Regions from separate parts of the Mus musculus genome. Here region 2 is linked to region 1. A link is a contact called in public Hi-C data. All regions are on one chromosome and are shown on one strand. Each heading gives the region's core, a stretch centred on a gene start, on an enhancer-like site or on the middle of the called end of the contact. The rest is flanking DNA. Distances are from core to core; before and after follow the strand shown.

Region 1 (6,419 bases), core at 2,854-5,353:
ATAAAAATCAGTCTTCATCTTTTATATTTACAACACAGAGAATTTAGAAGATGATATATTGTTTTATTGGCTGTTAGTCTTTTTCAGAATTCTTGTAGCAGAGGTAATTTCTGCAAAGGCATAGGCTATATAAATAAAAATATTTCCACATTCTAAAACTGGTTACTAATGACAAGCAGAGGCTAAATTCTAATATTATTTTAAATCATAAAATAGCTTAGCTTGTCAAATATGAACTATTGAACACATTTCATCCAGAATGTTATTAATTTAGTATAGTGTTTTTATGCTTAATATAGTGTTTATATACTTTATAGAAAGTAAGCATTTTATGCTGGTATTTCTCGCATTAATTACTCAAGTTTTACTCTCTCTAGGGACACTCAATTTCTCTATATATAGTCTTTAAAAGAGCTAGCCTAAGCCAGAGGGGAACTTCACTCAAAAGTATATTTCAATGAAAATTTATCAGCGTATGAAAAACACATTTCCATCAGAAATAAAACAAAATTGATTTACTTCAAGCAACATATTATTTGTGGTGTATTTACACAAGTACAGTGTTTATAAGGATTTGGATATATGATTGTATAAACCATGATGACCACAAAGAGCAGGAATTTCCAGACTATCTGAGATGTGACTCTTCTGCTTATGAGAATTATATAAAATCTATAGGGATGAATAGGCCAGTAGATGATCTGGACTTCTGGACTCCAATCTATCAATTCGGGGAACTCTTTTCCAAAGCCAGGCAAGTATGCCTAATTTTCATGTGCATGTTCCAGGTATTTGGAAAGAGATATGAATAAGGAGCGTAAAACCTTTATATAACTAACCTGACACAGGAAAATGGAACTCAAAAACATTATGCACAACTTCAGACACAATGTTCTGGATCATTCAGCTTTTAACTGTCCCTGGATGGAAGCCCAGGTAAATAAAGAAACTCAGTGTGTCAGAAATAAACAACAACTAAAAACAATCAAACAAACACAACAACAACATCAACAGCAACAAAAAAAAACCTGAAATCTATGACTCAAAATTAAAGAAATAAAATTATAAATATAGAAGTGGCATGATAAAAGATAGACAATATACACACATACAGACATACACAAATACACACACACACACACACACACACACACACACACAAAAGAAAGAAAGAGGGAAAGGCATGAAATTGAAGTAGGACTCCTTTGGAAGTCAAACAAGATCAGTAGATGTGAAAGAGAGAAAAGAAAGATTAAGGGGGAGCCAGTACTCTCAAAATACACTATAAACATGAGTTTGCTTAATGAAACCTGTTGTTATATGTATTAATATATGCTAATAAGACTAAAGAATTTTTTAAAACAAAGAGTGAAGATTTCACTGTCAGTACCAACTGAGAGGAAGTGTTCCTACATTTCATGACAAGACAAAGCCCAACACAGACCAGCTTGTTCACGCTTGGAGCATGGTAGCTGAGCATGTGTCTGAAGAATCCTTTAGCAGGAATAAGGAAATGATGGGCGAGAAGCCTCTTGTTTCTTGATTGTGCATTGGAGCAGAACGCAAGATGCAGACTCGAGTTTCTTTACTTCATGGTCTGGTCATCATTTTCTTGTTACTTGCACTCAGGCCTTGCTCCTTTTGTCTCCTCTCCCTTCTACTTTGCTTTTCTCTTAGGCAATGGGGATGCCATCTGTTAATCTCAAACTTCTGATGGTTTAGTGATCATCAGTGTACAGTTTTTCAATGGCACATGCAGGCACACAAACATACAATAAAATGCAAACAAACCATAATATATGTAATTACCTAACTTGAAGTATGACAGCATGAGTTGGCTCGCTGCATCTTTGCTACTTTGTGCAATGTCTAGTTTCCCTAACACTCAAATTTCAAAGCCGTGGATCAAAGGCTGTTACCCAGTGTAGCAATGCACCCAGCCTATCTTTTTTGTTGTCTGTTCTTGTTTGAAACAAGGTTCCTCATGTCTCAGATGATCTTGAACATTTGACTTCCTTCCTCCATCTCCTAAAGGGTAGGATTAGCACCACACGGAGCCCGAGTGGGTTCTTAAGACTCTAACAGTTGAAAAAGTGGAGTATAATTTAAATTTTAGATACTTAACTAAAAATATTTTGGCTATATTTGCATTATTATAATTTCTTGCGTTGCCTGTGCATTTTATAATTTCCTGATTATTCTCTTTTAAATTTTTCACTCCATGCAATTATGTTATGTACTATTCCATAGATTTCTCTGAAAAAAGAGAATTTTGGATATGTCTTAGAAAAAGAGACAAGCAGTTACCAAAAGCAATTAGTGTCCTGCCAGGTCTTACCACACTGAGCAAAACCCAGTTTCCTGAGCCAGATAAAAAAAAGCTGGTGTTTGTTATTTCTGTAAGTTTGACCCATAGGTCTTTAGATAATCAACTCATGTTGCTGTCATTTACAAAATGGTTGGTAATAATTTGCTTTGCATGTCCTTAATTACAGAAACATTAAATAATACAGAAGATTCCAGGTTAAAGGACAAAAAGAAAAATAAAAAGGTGTAAAAGCTCACAGAAAGTGTTCTCGACTGATAGAAAAAGAAGGTATTTTCCAGATCTGAGAGTCAAACAATATCAAAGGACAACTTTCTGTTGATGTAGAGTATGTCAGCTTATAATATATCAAAATTTGAAGTAATTCTCTATAAAACTAGAGATGTATGTATAATCCTATAAAATATTCAATCCAAAATGATCACACCCAAATTAAAATTTATAAGGTCAAACTTTGATTATTATTATATCCTGTAATAAAATCAACATGTTGAGAAACAGATAGAATCTTTTCCTCTGTGTGTCTTGGTCTCTGTCTCAGTCTCTCTCTCTCTTGCACACCACAGACACACACAGATACACACACATATATACCACATATACACATGACATTATATATATGTATAATAATATGCACACATACATATACACATGACATTTAATATATATGTATATATACATACATACATATACACCCAACACATATATGTACACACACATATATACCCGCACACATACACATACAAATATACACATATATATAAACACATACAACATACTACACACACAGATACACACACACACACACACACACACACACACATATATATAGACACCAAATACACGAAAAAATATATAAACATACACACATATATATACATGCATGCACACACACATATATGTATACATACACACAGAGAGAGACAGAGCGACACAAACAGACAGACATGCATGCACACACACACACACACACACACACACACACACACACACACACACACACTTTGAGTCAGGCTGCCAGGGAAGCACTTCAAACAATAATGAAATTAATAAAAGTGTAATTTGGAACTGAACATGCTGTTCTTGGCAAGACTAACAGCGATCCTATCATGAAGGACACCTGCTTTCAAAAATTCAATTAGGGGACACTGTTCCATCATTTTCCTAAGAGCAAAAGCTAGGTGCATTTCCAATGGAATACAATGTTTGGTGAGTGCTAAGGTGGGAGGGGGAGCAAGTGGTTTTTGAAGTATTCATTGTAAATTATCCTGTATCCTGTAAATATTTTTCTCCTCGTTGATGTAAAACATGGTTATTTTATGGTCTATTATATGAGCATCAGCAGTACACGCCTGCATAATCAGTCTCCTCTTTCCTATCAACATGTTTTAATCCATAATGGATCCTGTTTTTTGTTTTTTTTTTTTGTTTTTTTTTTTTTTGCTTTGGTTATTATGAGACTTGTTTGAAAGTAGGTAATGGTATTGTTAGTGTGAGGGAACTTAGAAGATATGGGTGGGGACAGAGCTCAAAGCGCTGCGGTCTCAGAGTGCTGGTTCCTTTGTCTTCCAGAGAAAAGCTGTGTTGAGAAAAATCCAGCTCAGGAAAAAACATCAAACATCCGGAGACATGGGAGAGCCCAGGGGTCTTATTAAATGTTTACTCCACAGCCCCACCCCCATTCACTACTGACTTGGAACTCTGTTTTGTTCTCCCAACCCAGCCAACAAAGAACTCTTTTGTTTTGTTTTCCTTTCCTCTTTCTGGCCTTTTGTCTTCCTCAAGACTTATTCTCTTTCTGCCAGACAGTCCCTTTTACTTGCCTCATGGAACTAACCAGGGCAATACTACAAGCCCCCTTCCACAAAGGGTCACAAAAGGGTGAACAAAATTCATGACAATCGTTAATAAATAACCTTTATTAACAACCTTCTCACAGAACTGCCAATTGTTATTTGATCCAAGGCAGCACAACTAGAAACATATAATCGGACATCAGTCTCAGACATACACGGGGCGTATCTGTTGCTAGCTGTCAATCAACACCACAACCAACAGGAATGGGTAGGGCTCATTTTTCTCTGCAGGTTTTCTTTCTTTGAGTAAGACATTAAATTTCAATAAGTTGGAACATTCTTTATGCCGCCTAGAAGAGATACAATGACTTTATAGATTGATGCAGTAACCATTGCTAAATTTGGTATCAGTGCTGCCTTCACTAAATCTAAGAGAACACCCACGAAGATTTTCTAAATTTTAAAATGTTTTCATTGGTTGCCCTCTTGTGGCCAAATGTGATACTACTACTACTACTACAAAAAAAAAAAAAGAAATTAGCTAATAACAAATACTATGAGTACTGGAATAATCCATCATTTATACAGACAACTTACAGGATAGGTTGTATTTATGTATAAAGGCTTATTGTAGATACATATACATATATACACACATGTATATGTGTATATATATATATATATATACACACACACATATATAGCAACATCATTGTGTGTGTATATATATATATATACACACACACACACAACAATGATGAGTGAATACAGAGGTCATGAGTTTGAAAAAAAACAAGGAGAGGTATTATTGAAAGTTTTGAAGGAGAAAAAAGGACATGAAATATGGAATCATATCATAATCTCAAAATCTAAAATAAATATTTTAAAGGTGTTCCATGCTGTTATTTTACTTTTCTTCATAATATATATTGTGTATATATCAAAAATTAACTTTACATTAAGTTAAATTTTTATAAATATACCTTCACTTGAATAATAAGCAAAGTCATGATATTTTTAAAATTTGTACATGATACAGTGAAGTTATTCAACATATTATAGCAAATAGAGAAGAGTTTATTTGATTAAATAATGAGCATTTATGAATGCAAAAAGTTATCATAATTAGTTGATATTACAGACTAAAATTCTAGTGAGATAGGTATAACATTATATAGATGAAAGACTAAAGTTATTATATAAATATTTTAGTTATGTAACATAATTAACTGAGAATTTCTGTTTTGTTTTGTTTTGTTTTGTTTTTACAAAAAGACAGTTTCAGTTATCATTAATGTGTGTGTGTTTGTGTGTGTGTGTGTGTGTGTGTGTGTGTGTGTGTCTGCAGATGCAAACCAACCACAGCACACATGGAGGACAGATTTCAGGAGTTGGTGCTCACATTCCAATGTGTGTTCCAAGACTCACGGTCAGGTGGGTACTCTTACCCAGAGAATAGCCTGAGCCAGCTCCCAGGATCATGCTTCTGTTCTCAACGATGGCATGATGAATAATACCAATATGGTCAGACACAAAAGCTGTTGAGAATTAGATGAATCTGGGCTACCTTTGTTTTGCTCTCATCAGGCTTAGAGTCTTGATTTGTAAAGTGATAACTTGGGGACACATGACAGTGTATGATAAGAATCATGTGAGATGATTCTGCATTCCAGCTGACAAAACGTTCCCAGTATTCAATATGCAACGCTTCCTTTTCTTTGACCCCTTTACCTTAATACTACAGTGTGTTCCTTCTTACCTTCCTCCTTCCTTCTCTCCTTTCCCTCTCTCCCTACCTCTTTCCTTTCCTCTTTCCCTCCCTCCTGCCTTCTTTCCTTCCTTTCTTCCCTTCCCCCATCTTTCCCTCCTTCCTTCATTCCCTCCTTCCCTTTTTCCTTTCTCCCTTCCTTCCTCCCTCCCTCCCATCCCTTTTTCCTTCTTTTACTTCCTTCCTTCCTGCCTTCCCATTACACGTTGAGGGATCTGAAGCAGTCTATTCTATTTAAGGAGAAAGGGCTCTGGCTGCCTACGCCATACAGTCATAATTTTATTTTCTTTCTGTTGTGCACATCGGGCCACGTTTTAACCAGCTGTTAATGGACAGCCAGGTAGATTTCCATCCCTTTCTTTTGTGAGTAGAGCAGCAATACATAGATGGGCAAACCCAGATGCAAGTGTCCTGGTGATAAGATTTGGAATCTTTGGGGTTGGCATTCAGCAGTGGTACAGGTGGGTGTTATGATAGATTAATATTGGCTTGAGGAGACAGCGTCATACCTGCTTCAGGATTTTATGCC
Region 2 (6,419 bases), core at 1,170-3,669, 210 kb before region 1:
TTGTGGGTGTCCATTTTAGCATCTACTATAAAAACAAAGTTTCTCTACTAAGGGCTATGTGGTGAAATGATTTATTCAAATAGCAATATGTCATTAGGAGTCACTTTATTGATATTTTTAGCAGAATAATAGTATTAGCATTTTCCTTAGAGACCATCACTTATGTAGCTTCAGGTTCTTGACCATTTTATCAATATTGGGTTTGGTTCCATCTCATACAATGGGCCTTAAATCAATAAAATATTGTCTGATTATTCCTATAACTTCTGTTCCATCACTGTACCAGAATATCTTGTAGTCAGATTCTTGTTGTAGATTTCAGGATCTTTATCATGGTATTATTTGATGATTATTTTTCTCCTCCTGTAGTGTGAAAGTACATTCTAGAACCATGAAAACAAGTCACTAGAAGTTAAGTTTCAAGCTGGGCACCAACTTTATTTCATGTTGTATAACCTAATTACATCGTATTTTCTGCAGTAGGGCCTTATCATCAGTCTGTGAATGGTAAGCAAAAGTGTTGACCATCTCTGATGATGCTTAGGCAATCTTAGGACAATTTCAGGCAACTATTCAACAAGATGTAATCCATTACTAGCACTGTTAGCTCTTGGTGGTTGTAGATGTCTAGTTGAGGCGTTGTCTTTTCCATCCTAGAGTGACTGCATTTAAAATTCTTTCATATACTTATAAATTCTAGAAACCTATAGTAGTAGGTTTCCATATGACTTGTCAAGGATCTTTGAATGACAGTAGGCCCTCCCCATATTTCCTTCTTTACTCAGGACTCCATTCTTCTCCCAACGTATTTTTATAGAGTGATGAATGGGACACCAAAATTACAGGTTTTAGTTTTCATGACATTCATACGAATAAAATTTACATTTTTGGTTGAAATAACATAACTTATATGATCCCTCTGAAATTCTGATTTCTGCATTATCAAAACTTAAACATTATATATGTACAATACACAGTGGAGGAAGCTGAAAAAGGTCAAATATGTTGAAGCAGTCATTTCTCCTTTTTGGGAAAGCTGTCTAGTAAGTAGGAAATCTATTTTTCAAAAATTTCTTTTAAAAAATATGAAAATATTTAAAGAAAGCAGAGAACTCAATAACAAAAGACTAAAAAAAATATATGGAGAAATCTTCAAAAAATCCAGAAAGACATTTCTTAAAATAAAAGTTATATATGACCAGATTTACGAAAATAGTTCCAACATTAGAAATCATCAAGGGAGGTACAAAATGAAACCACAATGAAAAATTATCTCATGATTATTCTAATGCCTGGTATACAAATGTTAGAGGACAGCACATGTTGGCAAGAATTTACATTAAGTGAATATAAGTTATACAGCCATTATGGAATGTGATAAGGTATCAATATAATAAAAAATAGAATTGCATGTAATCTAGTGAGCTCGCTGTTCAGTGTATTACTAAATATACAAAGGAGAATTTTACTATGCCATCTCTACCTTGTTATTCAATGTAGTATTACTCATAACACTCAACATATGACATCAAAGTGCTTCCTAACTGATCAGATGAGTAGAGAAAATGTGGTTATATGCTAATATAATACTGACTCTACAACGAAGAGCCTTTCCATTTTATGTACCATGATTGAACTTGGAAGAGATTATAAATATGATGAACCAGAAAATTGGTAACAACATAATCTTGGTTATATGCAGAATTTCATGTGTATGCAAAGTCAAACAAAGGTAACAAAGTATAAGAGAGTGATAGGACGAAAATTCAGAGAGAAAGGAAGGCTCATTAGAAAAAGAATACATTAATCCAAAAATGCAATGTTTCAGTTTGATGGAAGGAGCATGCTTTAGTGATCGATTGCATATGTGAGTAGCAGTTAAAACTTTCAAGTGAATTGGATATTCAGGCAGGGCAATGCAATTATCATGATATTCTTTCCTGATAACTAAATTATCAGGAAAGAATATACAGGAACTATTTTTCAATTAATGGAATGATTGGGATATCGGCTTTGGTGAAAAACACATACAGTGCATATACAAGGACCTGAATTCAGTCATCAATACAGTACACAAGCAGGGGTGGGCCTATGAGTAGAAAGAAAAGAATGGAGAGAGAGAAAGGGAGGGAGAGATAGGGGAGAGAGGAAACTAAGGGAGATAAGAAGAAGGAAGAAATGACAAAGGGAATAAATGACAAAGCAAGGAAGGAATGGAGGGAAGAAGAAAAACAGCGGTAGGAAGGATGGATAGATTGGAGAAATGAAGGGGAGAAAAGAAATATGGGAAGGACGAAAAGCAAGGAAATGAGAAATTTTGTCCCATAGATGCTAAGTTCAAGTTCTGCATCTAGAGAACAGAGACGGCAGAGGAGGAGATGATTTTCAGAAAGAGAAAGATCCTAACCAAGCATAAACAGGAAGGTCTGGGAAGATCAAAGCAGCACAGCTTGTTCCCCTAAGACACTCCCTTAACAGCATGAGTTTGTTCCAACCCTCCATAAATTAAGAAGCATTTGAATAAAAATGTAAATGTATCCTCCTCCCATGTGCAATTTTGTTCCTAAGAAGCATCACTAAAACCAGAAAATAGCCCCTTTTAAAACCCAACTGCCAGGCTCTCCCTGCCCATTGGCTACCTAAGTGGATCTGCGTCTGAGGCATGAGTTACACATTTGCCTCACAAGTCTCTGTGCCTCTACAGCTACAATTTAACAATTAAAAAAAAAAAAAGCTTTCAACTCTTGTGACACATGCATATACCTTTTTAAAAGCAGTGCTTTTTGTTGGTAAAGGTTTGTATTTTTCTCAGTTCCAAGATGCTTTTTTTAAAAATTTAAAACCCTGTAAAACTATCATAGCTACTACACACCTAACAAACAGTACCAGCCTCCCCTGAAATTCATCTCTGAATTGCTCTTTAGTGTTCTCTTTTCAGTCGTTGTTCAGATATTTGCATAATGCAAGAGGTCACAGTTGCCTACCTTTGTTTGTTTGTTTGTTTGTTTATTCATTCATTTGGCTATTTTCTTTATTTACATTTCAAATGTTACCCCCTTTCCCAGTCCCCCCTCTGAAACACCCTATCCCCTCCCTGTCTCCCTGCTTCTATGAGGGTGCCCCCCCACCCACTCACCCTCTCCCTCCTCCCCGCCCTCGAAGTCCTCTACACTGGGCATCAAGCCTTCACAGGAGCAAGGGCCTCTCCTCTCACTGATGCCCAACAAGCCCATCCTCTGCTACATATACGGCTGGAGCCATGGGTCCCTCCATGGGAATTTTTTGGTTAGTGGTTTAAAGAAAAGACTGAAGGATCTGAAGGGGTATGCAACCCCATAGGAAGAACAACAGTATCAACCAAACAGACCCCAAACAGACCCCACCCCCAGCCCAGGGCTCTGAGGGACTAAGCACACCTTATTCTATGAACTGTTCCTGGATAGTCCCTCCTTTCATCTTAGCTCCAAACTTTGTCTCTGTAACTCCTTTCATGGGTATTTTGTTCCCTGTTCTAAGGAGGAATGAAATATCTACCCGTTGGTCTTCCCTCTTCTTGATTTTCTTCTGTTTTGCAAATTGTATCTTGGGTATTCTAAGTTACTGGGCTAATATCTACTTATCAGTGAGTGCATATCTAATGACTTCTTTTGTAATTGGGTTACCTCACTAAGGATGATATCCTCCAGATACATCCATTTGCCCAAGAATTTCATAAATTCATTGTTTTTAATAGCTGTGTAAATGTACCACATTTTCTGTATCCATTTCTTTGTTGAGGGACATCTGGGTTCTTTCCAGCATCTGGCTATTATAAATAAGGCTGCTATGAACATAGTGGAGCATGTGTTCTTATTACCAGTTGGAACATCTTCTGGGTTTATGCCCAGGAGAGGGAGTACTGGATCTTCCGGTAGTATTATGTCCAATTTTTTGAGGAACCTCCAGACTGACTTCTAGAGTGGTTGTACAAGCTTGCAATTCCACAAGCAATGGAGGAGTGTTCCTCTTTCTCCACATCTTTGCCAGCATCTGCTGTCACCTGAATTTTTGATCTTAGCCATTCTGACTGGTGTGAGGTGGAATCTCAGGGTTCCTTTGATTTGCATTTCCCTGATGATTAAGGATGTTGAACATTTTTTCAGGTGCTTCTCAGTCGTTCGGTATTCCTCAGTTGAGAATTCTTTGTTTAGCTCTGTACACCATTTTTAATGGAGTTATTTGAATTTCTGGAGTCCAGCTTCTTGAGTTCTTTGTATATATTGGATATTAGTCCCCTATCAGATTTAGGATTGGTTAAAATCCTTATGTGTATTGTAAATGAATAAAGTTGCTTTTTAAAAACACTTTTCAAATCTGTAAAATGATTCAAACCTACTTTTATAATGGGAAAATTCTATTTAAAATCACGGAATCCTTAATACCTTTGGCATGCTAAGACTTACATAATTGTCTTTGTTCCATATCACTGTGATAAAACACTCTGATACAAAGAAACTTGGGAAGGAACGGGTTTGTATCATCTTGAACTTCCAGGTTATATTCAATAATCAAGAGAAGTCAAGGCAGAAACTCAAGTAAGGCAGAAACATGGAGTGAGAAATTCAAGCAGAAACCATGGAGAAATGCTCCAAATGGCTTGTTATGACTGTCTTCTAAGCTTCCTAGAACTTCCAGGCTTAAGGTAGCACTGCAGTGTGTGTGTGTGTGTGTGTGGTGTGTATAAAAATCAGTATGTTATATAGATATGATATATAAGTATATAGAATATATATGATCAGTTATGTGTGTGTTCATAAACATATGTATATAAATAATATAGATCTATCTCAATTATGTGCATATTTTGAGTATTTATTTCATATAAATGGTTGTAATTTTATAATTAGAAAAAAATTTATTATTGCAATTCTGTGCACCTGAAGTCCATTAAAATCTTGTTTAATACAGCAAGCTTTATTAGGTTTAAGATGAGATAATTTTAAATAAATATAAACAGTAATCAGGCAACTAAAATAAGACTCTTTTAAAATGTTAACCTTTAAATTCATTAAGCAGCAGAAATGCATTGCATCGCTTGGACACACCTGTGAAATTTAGAGCAGTATGTGAAAATCTGCTGGAGTGATCTGCCAATTTACCTTTACCTGAAGTGTTTGTGAAACTTCTCTGTTTATAAATATACAAGCTGATTTAAAATTCTATGCTATGGATGAAACCAGGGGATGCGACTTAAATACTATATCCCCCAAATTGCAGCTCAGGCCCCTAAAATAAAGGTTCTTTTAAAAAACACATTCAATTCAGATTACTCATATATTTAAATATTAGCTATTTATTTACTGCTGATGGGAAAGAATAGTTGGTGTCTTTCCTTAACACTAATACATTTAAGAGTTAATATATATTTTCTGTTATAAGAATATTCTCAACATGTACATGTACAAAAAAGCTAGTTTGTTACTTTACTATATTTCAAATAGATTATCATTCTCTCTTACTATTCTTACTTCTTACTATTTACTGATCTTTCTAAAAGAAAATAGAAATATGAAAGTAGAGGAGTCGGTGATTGAAATTGATCTACCTAGTAAATAAATTCTTGTAATAGAGGCATAAATATTATTAAAATTTACTAGCACATACAGAATAACCAATAAACAGTTCCATCCCATTTTTACAAGTAACTCTGGCATTTAATAGTTAGCAATGTATTGCCGATTACACTGTCAAGAAGTTATTATGACATTCACAGACATTCCCATAAATCATCAGACTTTTCTAGACTAGGAAGAATTATCTCTGTGAGCAAAAGAATGTATAAATGAAGGTATCTAGAGCTATAAAATAAATAACACAGATTCAGACAGGAAATATTGACAGGCATAAAAATAATAAGAAGAAGAATAAAAATGTAGGTGGTTGATGTACACTTAGCATAAATCAATATTGCATTAATATAAAGAATATTTTTGAATGAAATATTAAATATACTATTCAACAATCCAACACAAATATGAGTGAATGACATAAATAAATTCTATCCTAAGCATTAGTACAAGTAGAGATTTTGGAAGGATACAGGCAGTGGAGTGACCTACAAACACCACTGTTTCTTCCTAGAGATCATGAAGGTTCATGTAATATGCTAAATCTTGAGCTTCCATTTACATCCAAGTCATCAAATAAGACTGTATACTGATTACAATAGCTATATGAGCTGCCTTCCCCAGAAAATAGTCGTAAGGATTCTATCTCCAAGTGTGGGTTCAAAACAATATTTCTATGTTGCTCAAATTCCTTAAGTTCTCATTACATGATAGCCACAAATATAAGTGAATGACATAACTTAGTTACTTAATATCTAATAATTATACCAGATGCAGACTGTAAACTGATACACAAAGAGCAAAGTAGTTTGG

The links. Hi-C and Micro-C count contacts between places; a contact is called where the count stands out from the background.
Region 2: a Hi-C map of cortical neurons shows a contact between it and region 1, with 2.6 times the contacts expected there. The contact joins two enhancer-like sites. A contact is called at or near these places in 4 of 484 Hi-C or Micro-C datasets (the N1E-115 cell line, cortical neurons, nephron progenitors and 1 more).

The regions. Positions count from the first base shown.
Region 1 is chr10:106,607,430-106,613,848 of GRCm38.p6, reverse strand. All of the region lies in intron 3 of Ppfia2 (protein tyrosine phosphatase, receptor type, f polypeptide (PTPRF), interacting protein (liprin), alpha 2), which reads right to left. Among named protein-coding and RNA genes, the nearest start is that of 4930532I03Rik, 8.2 kb to the right of the region's middle. Within about 2 kb of position 4,103, at least 40 of the 459 cell types and tissues checked have an H3K27ac peak or open chromatin away from gene starts, as enhancers often do. A contact at or near this core is called in cortical neurons, where this site is marked.
Region 2 is chr10:106,811,746-106,818,164 of GRCm38.p6, reverse strand. The region is part of intron 7 of Ppfia2 (protein tyrosine phosphatase, receptor type, f polypeptide (PTPRF), interacting protein (liprin), alpha 2); the gene reads right to left. Among named protein-coding and RNA genes, the nearest start is that of 4930532I03Rik, 210 kb to the right of the region's middle. Within about 2 kb of position 2,419, at least 4 of the 459 cell types and tissues checked have an H3K27ac peak or open chromatin away from gene starts, as enhancers often do. A contact at or near this core is called in cortical neurons, where this site is marked.